Linked DNA regions of Sus scrofa: region 2 is linked to region 1. The links are chromatin contacts, called in public HiChIP or PLAC-seq maps. All regions are on one chromosome and are shown on one strand. Each heading gives the region's core, a stretch centred on a gene start, on an enhancer-like site or on the middle of the called end of the contact. The rest is flanking DNA. Distances are from core to core; before and after follow the strand shown. Region 1 holds the start of LOC100624590 (ATP-dependent RNA helicase DDX3X). Region 2 holds the start of LOC100625207 (probable ubiquitin carboxyl-terminal hydrolase FAF-X).

Evidence for each region. HiChIP or PLAC-seq counts read pairs in DNA pulled down with a chosen protein or histone mark.
Region 2: an H3K27ac HiChIP or PLAC-seq map of alveolar macrophages shows a contact between it and region 1. The contact joins the promoter of LOC100625207 here to the promoter of LOC100624590 in region 1. A contact is called at or near these places in 2 of 2 datasets of contacts at active chromatin or transcription factors (alveolar macrophages and skeletal muscle).

What each region holds. Positions count from the first base shown.
Region 1 is chrY:9,168,367-9,173,144 of Sscrofa11.1, reverse strand. LOC100624590 (ATP-dependent RNA helicase DDX3X) reads left to right here and starts at 2,517. Exons shown (of 17, transcript XM_013991065.2): 1 at 2,517-2,742. The coding sequence starts at 2,698.
Region 2 is chrY:9,372,604-9,377,381 of Sscrofa11.1, reverse strand. LOC100625207 (probable ubiquitin carboxyl-terminal hydrolase FAF-X) reads right to left here and starts at 2,494. Exons shown (of 45, transcript XM_021080952.1): 1 at 2,091-2,494.

The sequences.
Region 1 (4,778 bases), core at 1,268-3,767:
CTTGCTCAGTGGGTTAAGGATCCAGCGTTGCCGTGAGCTGTGGCGTAGGTCGCAGACGAGGCTCGAATCCCGAGTTGCTGTGGCTGTGGCGTAGGCCGGCAGCTACAGCTCTGATTAGACGCCTGGCCTAGGAACCTCCATATGCCACGGTAGTGGCCCTAGAAAAAAGACAAAAAAAAAAAAACCTTTCTCTTTTCCTTCTTAATTTGATATTCCTATCACAATGAACTGATTAGCAACACATCCTAATTGTTTTCAACTAGGTATGTCTATGAGTTATAATTAATTGAAAATAGAAAACTGCTTAGTTTTCCGATCTTTTTTAGGTACACCAGTGACAATTCCTGCACTCTAGAAGTACTCAAAAGTAAAATAAGATTCAAACTCAGTTTAGTCATCCTGTCTTATGGTTGCTAATCTGAACATATACATAGAAGAGCTGTAAGAACTCCTGACTTCTGAATCTTAGCCCCATACATGCCCTGCTCTGCCTTAAAAGAAAAATTAAGAGACCAAGAATAATCATTAGCGCTCTATTACATGAATGCATAAATATGAGAATTGGGTGAGAACCTAAATATCCTCAAACCTATTGCTTCTCAAAAGAAGATTGTGCAATTTTGTGTGAGTACTTTTGCTTATGATGACTGGAAAAGGCTATTAGTGTTTTTGTAGGCTTGGGGAGGAAGGCATGTTAGTTGCCCTGGAGTACATTGAACTGTTTTCTGTGTAGATAGGATTTTTCACAGGGTGAAAATCTTGTTTATCAGAATACTTCATCTACAGTGTCACAGCTCCACATCTTTGGATGTGCATCCTCTGTTTCAATGACAGCAATCTATAATTTAAAGAGAAGATATTGGTAGATTTTAAACACAGTGTTTTTGGCAAATCTCCACTCAGGAATGCAAATACTGCAATTAAAGTTAAATTTGTAATTGCTTTCACAATTTTGGAAAAATTATCACCACCAAAAAGTTTTATATCCTTAGTTGAAAATGCATTTGTTTGTATTCTTGGCACATGGGGTAAGCACTTGACTGGTCTCACTGGGGCAGTGTGGGATTTTTACATATTAGATATTTTATTATACATTATTTTCCTTCTATTTGTATTAGACTTAGGTCGTGTGAGGGAGAAACTGTGCATCTGTGCATTTAATTTATATCATCTGTCAATTTAATTTCAGAGTGGTAAAAGCGTTGACAAAATATTTGCCTTAAAAAATGTGTAACTTGGCTTATATCCAGAAATGGCAAAGCGGCAAAGCAACTTGTTCTAAACACATGTAAATGTTAACGTTTTGAATCTGAAAAAGCAGAATACTGTTTTGTGTGGTAAATGTTTTGAGACTGCAGCTTGTAGTTTGTTGAATCCCAGAAGTAGGCGATCCTAGTATTTAACCTCTGTCTTCACTGAGGAACGGATCTACACATAAGCTGTCCCTCACTTAAAACCAGGGACCAAGTAATCAACATATTTTCTCATTTGAGCGAACCACGGCACTAAATCGGAGTAAGGGACGTAGAAGACAGCCGCAAAAATAGACTCCTCCCAAGGCAGTGGCCCACTTCCCTGAATTGCCCACTCAGGCCGTGGCCTAAGTATAACAGCCTAGGTCCAACCACTTGAGTTTGTATCCCAGGCTGATTCCGCCAACAGTCCTGGGTCCATCGGGCCCTGGGAGTCGCCTGGGGTTTTTAAGAAGCAGCAGTTCCCAGTGGGTTAGCAGACAGAGACCACTAGGGAAAAACAAAGACTAAGGCAGCATGGGCGCCTAAAGTGTGGGGGAGGGGCGAAGCAATGTTCCCAGAGAGGCGCGTCATTCACTATATAATTTTTTCATTATTCCCTCACCACGTGACGCGACTGCAGGAGCTACAAGCGCACACTCGCCGTCAGGAAACCGGAGAGCACTCGAGTTTCTGGCCAAGTCCCCTCCGCTTCCCTTTCCCCCTCCCCCACCCCCGCTTTGCCCCTCTCATTCACCTTCCACAGAGTCCTTCAGACCACCTCTTCTTTCGCCTCTACCTTGAGACTATTCAAGTCACCATTGATAGCTCTACGAAATGGCCAACGCGGCCGACGCCTGGGGTCAAGTGACCCTCCATCTTCTCGGAATCAGGGCTTTTTGACTAGTTACGACTTTGCGGAAACTTCCCCAAAGGTGGGGGAGGGCGTGTTAGAACGTGACATTTTACAAAACTTCAAATTCTTCCAACTTAAAGAGAATGGGACGGAAGAGCGGTAGAGGAAGATAGGAAACTAGGAGGGCGGGGGAGATTGGGGGATATTCGCGATAAGGTTAAAACGTGCAAACTGGATGAAGGTGGGACTCTGCAAGTTTTTGCTAGCCCCCCCAACTTCCAAAACCCTGGAGTAGGGGGGGTTGAAAGAGAGCTCTCCCGAATTCTGAGAGCGTTTGGGGGAAGGGTCCCCCCAACATCAGAAGATCCCGCGAGATTATGACTAAACGAACGCTAGCTGGCGGGCAGAAGTAACGGTAGCCTTAAAGGGATCGGGGGGCGGGGGAGTTGAAAACGCTCGGGTTACGTGCTGACGTAACGCGGTCGAAGCGGGTATATTTCCGCCTGACCAACTGTATTTTGGCGAAGTGTAGGTCCGTTGCGTGGCGTTTAATATCTGGATGCGCTGCCGCTGAAGTGGGAAGTTTGGAGTTCTCGCTTCTCTTCAGGCATGAGTCATGTGGTGGTGGAAAATGCGCTTGGTCTGGACCAGCAGGTAAGCCGAAATGTTCCTGTCTAGTAGGCTGTCTGTACCGACCCTTTCTCTGGCTTAACGGGGCCTATGGCGGAGTACTAACTTGCCATCTTCACGTCTTATCCTGGGTTCCTTTGGTTCCGGTGGGTACACTGTGGGTAAACGAAAAGAGACATGCAGACCAGGTGGAGGTGGAGTGGGAAAACTTCCGTTGGTAGCACTAATTTGATCGTAGCTCTTTTCGGTAGGCTTATATCTAGCCAAAGTATTATATCGGGCCGCGTACAATGGCGTCTTTTGTGTGCTTGCGCCCTCTCGCAGGTGCGCCCACGTGCGAGTACCGCGACCATGTTTCGTCTCGACCGATTTGGGTCACACTGTATAGCACCGATTACAACCCCACAGGTGTCGTTGGTTTTACGCCAAAGGTGGACTGTGGCAGTGGAGTCGGGGCAGGGCCTCCTGGCCGGCTAATGGCGGCGGCCTCCTTTGTTCGGTCTGCATGGTTAGCTGTACTTGGGTGCTTTCACCGAACGCCTAACCGTTTATGTTCTAGGCCACCGGGTGCGTGCTGGCGATTTGATTATAGAAAGTGAAACTTTGTTTTCTTGTTTCTCTCGCGGGCCACCTGCCTCTGGGCTATCACTGTTCAGTGTTGCGCCTGACTAGGCCTTGTTACCAGAGTGGAAAGTTTTGTGACGCAGAAGAGCCGGAAAGGGATACTGGGGAGGAAAAGAATGGCCGCCGCTTGCTTCTCTCCACTCCTGTCTGCGTATAATGAAGTTGGACTTAGGCACGGAGACTCCTGGGAGGTTAGGAATCTGGAATTGCTTTATTTCCTATATTTAATTCAGAGAGTCATTGAATGGCCGTTAACCCGACCGTGCCGTTTTTTGGCGGTGTTACTCTGTGTTGTGTTTTTAAATTAAGCGTTTAACTTTGAAGTTGATCAGATGGAAAATAACCAGAAGAATCGGTGAGCAGCGCAGATTTGATTAGCTTGGTATTACTGATTTGGTTGTGTCTGAGACGAAAAATAGAAATAACGCAAAGCCAAGAGCCTGTTCTCTTCAAGTATATTCCTTTTCTTTTACGGTGTAGAGAAGTGGGTAGAGAATAACGTGAGCTAAGAAAAAAAGGCTTAAGTTGCAGGCTTGCTTGCCATTTCTGGGAAATCTCCATTTCGTTTCTGCTGTGTTGCCTCCAGAAAAACTCCAGTCGTTTGGAATCTTAACAGCTTATTTCAGTTTCTTTTTTTAAACGTTTAAGAGTGGTATTGATTTAGGGCATAAACCTTTTCCAGACAGTATTACACGAACTCCTGAATTGTGAAACAAAACCTGATGACACTATCTGATCCAAAATACTATTGTTGGAGTTCCCATTGTGGCGCAGTGGTTAACGAATCCGAATAGGAACCAAGAGGTTGAGGGTTCGATCCCTGCCCTTGCTCAGTGGGTTAACGATCCGGCGTTGCCATGAGCTGTGGTGTAGGTTGCAGACGCGGCTCGGATCCCGCGTTGCTGTGGCTCTGGCGTAGGCTGGTGGCTGCAGCTCCGATTGGACCCCTAGCCTGGGAACCTCCATATGCCACGGGAGCGGCCCAAGAAATAGCAAAAAGACCAAAAAAAAAAAAAAAAAGACAAACAAAATATTATTGTTACATGTAATACATTTGCAGGGATTTGACAGTACTCATCTTAGAAGCATTTTTCTTCTGATGATAGGTTTAAGTTAATGCCAGCACTTTGTTAAAATGAAACTTGATAGGTTAAAGAGAGGGTGGAAGTTGAAAGTCTTTGTCACCAGTACAAGCAATCACATGAGTAATATTTTCTGGGTAATAGGATCCATTTAACACGTAATAACGTGTGCTCTGTAGATAATTAGAATTTTTCAGTAAACAAATTAGACATGTAAAAGTTGTGACAGTTGAAGAGTATTATCTTGATAGTGAATGTTATTTGGTAAAAATGTACAGCTTTGAATGTAGTGGTTGTAAATGTTGTGTAGCAAATTTACTTTGCAGATAGGTGGCAGTATTCTTTGTTTTTTTG
Region 2 (4,778 bases), core at 1,245-3,744, 200 kb before region 1:
GAGAGGGGAGGTAAGAGAGGAAGGGGAAGAAGGGGTAGGGAAGGAAGGGGAGGAGGGTGAGGGAAGGAAGGAGGAAAGGGAGGGAAAGGGGAGGGGAGGGAGAGAAGGAAAGAAAAGAAGGAAGGGGGAGGAGGGGAGAGAAGGAAGGAAAGAAAGGGGAGGAGGTGAAGGAAGGATGGAAAGGAATGGGGAGGGGAGAGAAAGGAGAGAGACATTATTTTTCAAAGGACAGTTCCCTCATTAAAATGCTGAAACAAATGTGAAAATATCAAAAAACTTAAAGTGTACATTAGTCCAGCTAAACAATAACTGAATGCTAAAATTTCAGGTCAAACATCTGATTTCAAACACGGTTAAGATTCCTTATAACTACTTCATCAAAGAAAAAAAATCCATGAAAGGTGTTTCTTCTTACCCGGATATTGAAAATGCATTTCAAGACTCCAAAAGGAAAAAAAAAGACCCATTTCTACTCAGTTAATTTGGTGTATGGTAAACACTCTTAAGAATTACTTCAGAACTTAGATTCTCACATGTAATGTTTTGTGGTTAAGTGGTCACTACGGATATTCCCTCCAAGTTTAAAAGAAATATTAGCCATAACTAGGGGTAGCCAATAAAGGAAGTTTAACACTTAAAATATCTAGATCACAGGTTCAACTTGTATGTATAGGAAAAGGGTAATAATAAGTTACAATTTAAAAATCTTATCTTTATATCTACAAAAAGTAATACATTCCCAAGTGTCATCTGAAACAATAACTGAAATAGTCCCCAAACAGGGAGACAATGACATTTAAAACAAAGTAAAGCCAGCATGCTCTAATTTTCTAATTAGTTTAGGAAGGAAAAGGTATCTTACACTCTATTTTAAATTAATGTAGGCACTCCAGCTTCCTGTTAATTAATCTTTATTCAGGATACAAGTTCTAGTGATAAGACCAAAGAAAACATCTTTACCAAAGAAAATATCTTTAGTATGCAAAGTACCCCAAATTCTTTTACAAAAAGTAGGGCATAAAATATCATGAAGTTTTAGAGGATGAATGTGTTTCCTAGAAAATGCTACCAAATATTTCCCTTTAAAAATGCAACACGTATATTTAAGGCAGATTTACAATTAGGTCAATTAAGTTTAAAAAAAAAAACAACCTGCCATATTATTTCCCGTGTAGGAGAAACTTCATAGTAGCATAATCAAGTAACACTTTAACAGAATTCCATAAAATGCCTTAAATATCTGCTCAATAAATTTAAAATAACTATGATAACGCAAAAAAATGTAAATATGTTCCACTGAAATGTAAAGCCTCACATCATGAGGTTTCACCACTAAGAAACTCAATAAAGCTAACACTTCTGTAGAAACAGAGAAAAACATAAAGATTAAACTCTAGTATACGACTGATTTCTTAATTAAAACATGTTTCACTGCCCCTCAGCCCTCAATAGTTTGCAATGGTATAAAAACCTTGTTCATGCCTCTGATTATCGCGGAAGATGCGCAAACGTCAAAATATGAAGGCCAGGCGTAGCTGGGGCCTAGCTCTACTCCAAATCACTCCACATCAGTGACGGCGTTTGGTGTCAAACACTACCTGAGGAGCAGTCTAGAGTTAAATAAGGACTCCGACCTAAGGCCCGTAACCTGGGGCGGTTAGCGTCCAGGTACAGACAGTAGCTAGCATGCGAAAGAAGGACACGCGAGCCGTTCAGCCATTTTCCTTTACAGTGTAAAACACAAGCATGCTCTTACAGCGTCGGCTCCTCACTGGCTAGCACAGTGAATTACTGCCCAGCCGGTTCGGGGAAGCCTCTGACCAAGCTGGAGAAGTGAAGAAACAGTAAACAAGGCTCTCCTCTTTTAGACTCACATGTTGACCCCGGAAAAGTGCCGGTCCGTGGCTATTCACTGTATAGCACGGGTACCTTTTCTCAAAAAGCAGAATACGTGAAAGCGGACGCAGAGGCAAAGTTCAGTCCTTACTGGGGCCAAAAAAAACCCCGCACGGCCGGGTTCTGGGTTGCAACGGTGAGGAAAAAAGCATTTCTCCCTCTTCCTCCTCCTCCACACATGGTTGCCCTCTTACCTCTTTCTCTGACGGGCTTCAATCTTTACAAGCCTAAGTTTGCCTCCTCCTGTGTTAGAATCGCCCACAGCCGTTTCTTCACCTCCTTGGGCCTAGTGTTTTCGCATCGAGTAGCTCCCAAGGCCTACACTAAAATAGGTGGTGAGGGGCCGCCTCCAGTAATGGCGAGGCAGCAGCGAGTTGTAAAGCTCCGCAACGCCCTTACAATCTGGGAAAGGCTGTAAGAAAGAGGCTTGGTACAGAAACTAGGGCTCAGGCAGTCGCCTGGCCCGGTCCTCTTCAATATGGCGGACCCGGCAAGTATTTTAAAAAAAAATAAATAAATAAATAAATAAAATAACCGCCGGGCCGGCAGCAACCGCAGAGCCGCAGACTCCCACCAGGCTCAGCGCCACCCCGTGTCTCGTGGACCCACCTACCCCACCCCCAGCAAGCCCCGCCCCTCGGCTCCTCCTCCTGCTCCTACTCAGACCCCTGTCAGTCAGCTGTGCCTTCTTTTTCTCTTTTCCTCCCTCACCTCACAACCCGCCGGAACTCGGAAAAGGTCCATCCCAGAGCCGGAAGGCAATCGTGTCGACCGGGCACATTGATCCTGAACAACTGGTAACAGTGCTAGGACCACACGGTAAAGACACTTTACAAAACCACTGCTTGTCCGGTTTGCCCTTCCACCGGGTGTTGCTGTACTCTCGGTTCTGTAGTTCCTTAGAAGAAAACCGTAAAGAGTGGAGAAGAAGTATTCAGACTGTGATTCAGCCTGCGTGATGTTTAGGCTGTGCAAGAAGGGCAGTAATGCTCAGACATTTTCACTTGCATTGCTAGGTTTTGTTGCATGGTGAGACTTTCCCCACTAACACACCTTAATAAGTACATCATTGGCCCTCACATTTTTCTAGAATGGGTACTGGAAACAGACGATGAATGCAGAAGAAAAAATGCTGAAACTAAGCACTTCCGTGTCTGGCAAATCTCTGAGACACAACTTTCAGAACTACGTCTTAATATTTTCTTGCTTTGCAAGAACTTCAGTCCTGTCCTAACAACCTGGATACAAATGGGACGAACAGAGGATTGGATAGGCACCACCAGTTTGAAAGTGTAAGAGGAAAGCTTGTTGGTTATCTTACATGGCATATATTAAAGTTTAGGCAAGAGATAGATGGCCTTCAGCGTAGACATTAAAACCAACCATCTGTCTATACTTCAGTATAGAAATAACAACAGGAACAAGATGAATAACTTGAATTTGTCTTCTGTGGACACTTTAAACAGTGGTAATGGCAGGATCAGAGAGCGGCTAAGCCCTGCTCTGGCAAAAGACCAGGATAGGTCACATGGTTCATATCCTGGGGTCAGGGAGTCCCTAACTTCATATAAGCAGAGAGACCCCTCTGGGTCAGAAAGGGAGGAGATGCCAGCTCAAAATATCTCCAATTAACCTTCACATAAGTCCTTGCTCTGGAAGCCATCTTGGCCAAAATTTGTGCGCACAGATGGGGTAGGCCCCTGGGTCTGGTTGGGTATAAAAGATAAAATGAGGAGTTCCCCTCGTGGCGCAGTGGTTAACGAATCCGACTAGGAACCATGAGGTTGCGGGTTCGGTCCCTGCCCTTGCTCAGTGGGTTAACGATCCGGCGTTGCCGTGAGCTGTGGTGTAGGTTGCAGACGCGGCTCGGATCCCGCGTTGCTGTGGCTCTGGCATAGGCTGGTGGCTACAGCTCTGATTGGACCCCTAGCCTGGGAACCTCCATATGCCGCGGGAACGGCCCAAAGAAATAGCAAAAAGCCAATAAATAAATAAATAAATAAATAATTGTGATAAAAATTGAAATTGTAAAAAAAAAAAAGATAAAAGGAGACAACTGGCCAAAGAAAAACAAAGACCCTGAAAGACTGTCCCATATGAGAGGTTTAAATCACCTCTCTGGTGCTCTTCATTCAGGGGGAGGCCCCTAGCCTGACTTGTCCTTTGGGTGTATTGTTACTCTTTGTTTCCGACTTCCATAAATAGGTTACTTCCCTGAGTGCTCTGGCAGATGTCTCTAATAATAACCTTTCTACCTGCTTTGGCAGTCTTTGTCTCTGTGAAACATTCTTGCTTTCAACAGAGAGGAAGAATCAGGGCAATTCTGCTTTCAGCCTCTAGCTGATCTAGTGGGCAGGATTCCTGGTTTTCACTCAGGCTTCCCAGGTTCCATTCCTGAGCAGAAAATTAAGACCTTACTTCAAGCCATCCCTCACAGCTGTCCTTCACAGATCAAGGTGACCACATGGATTTGGTCCTTATTAGCATTGTATATTTTGTTAATTGATTTTGTTTTGTTTTGTTTCGTTTTTTCTTTTTAGGGCTGCACCCCCACCCTATGAGGTTCCCAGGCCAGGGGTTGAATTTGAGCTGCAGATGTGGGGCTATGCAACACCAGATCTGAACCATGTCTGTGACCTACACTACAGTTCATGGCAACAGCAAATCCTTTACCCACTGTTCGAGACTGGGGATCAAACCCATGTCCTCACTGATACTAGTCAGGTGCATTACCACTGAGGTAACATATAACACACAACAGAACATATAAACATATAAATATCCTTAATTGATGTTTATATGTTAAAACAATCTTGTATTCCTGGCATGAATCCTATTTAGTCTTATGGTAAAATATTTTGTAATTTATTACTGAATTCACT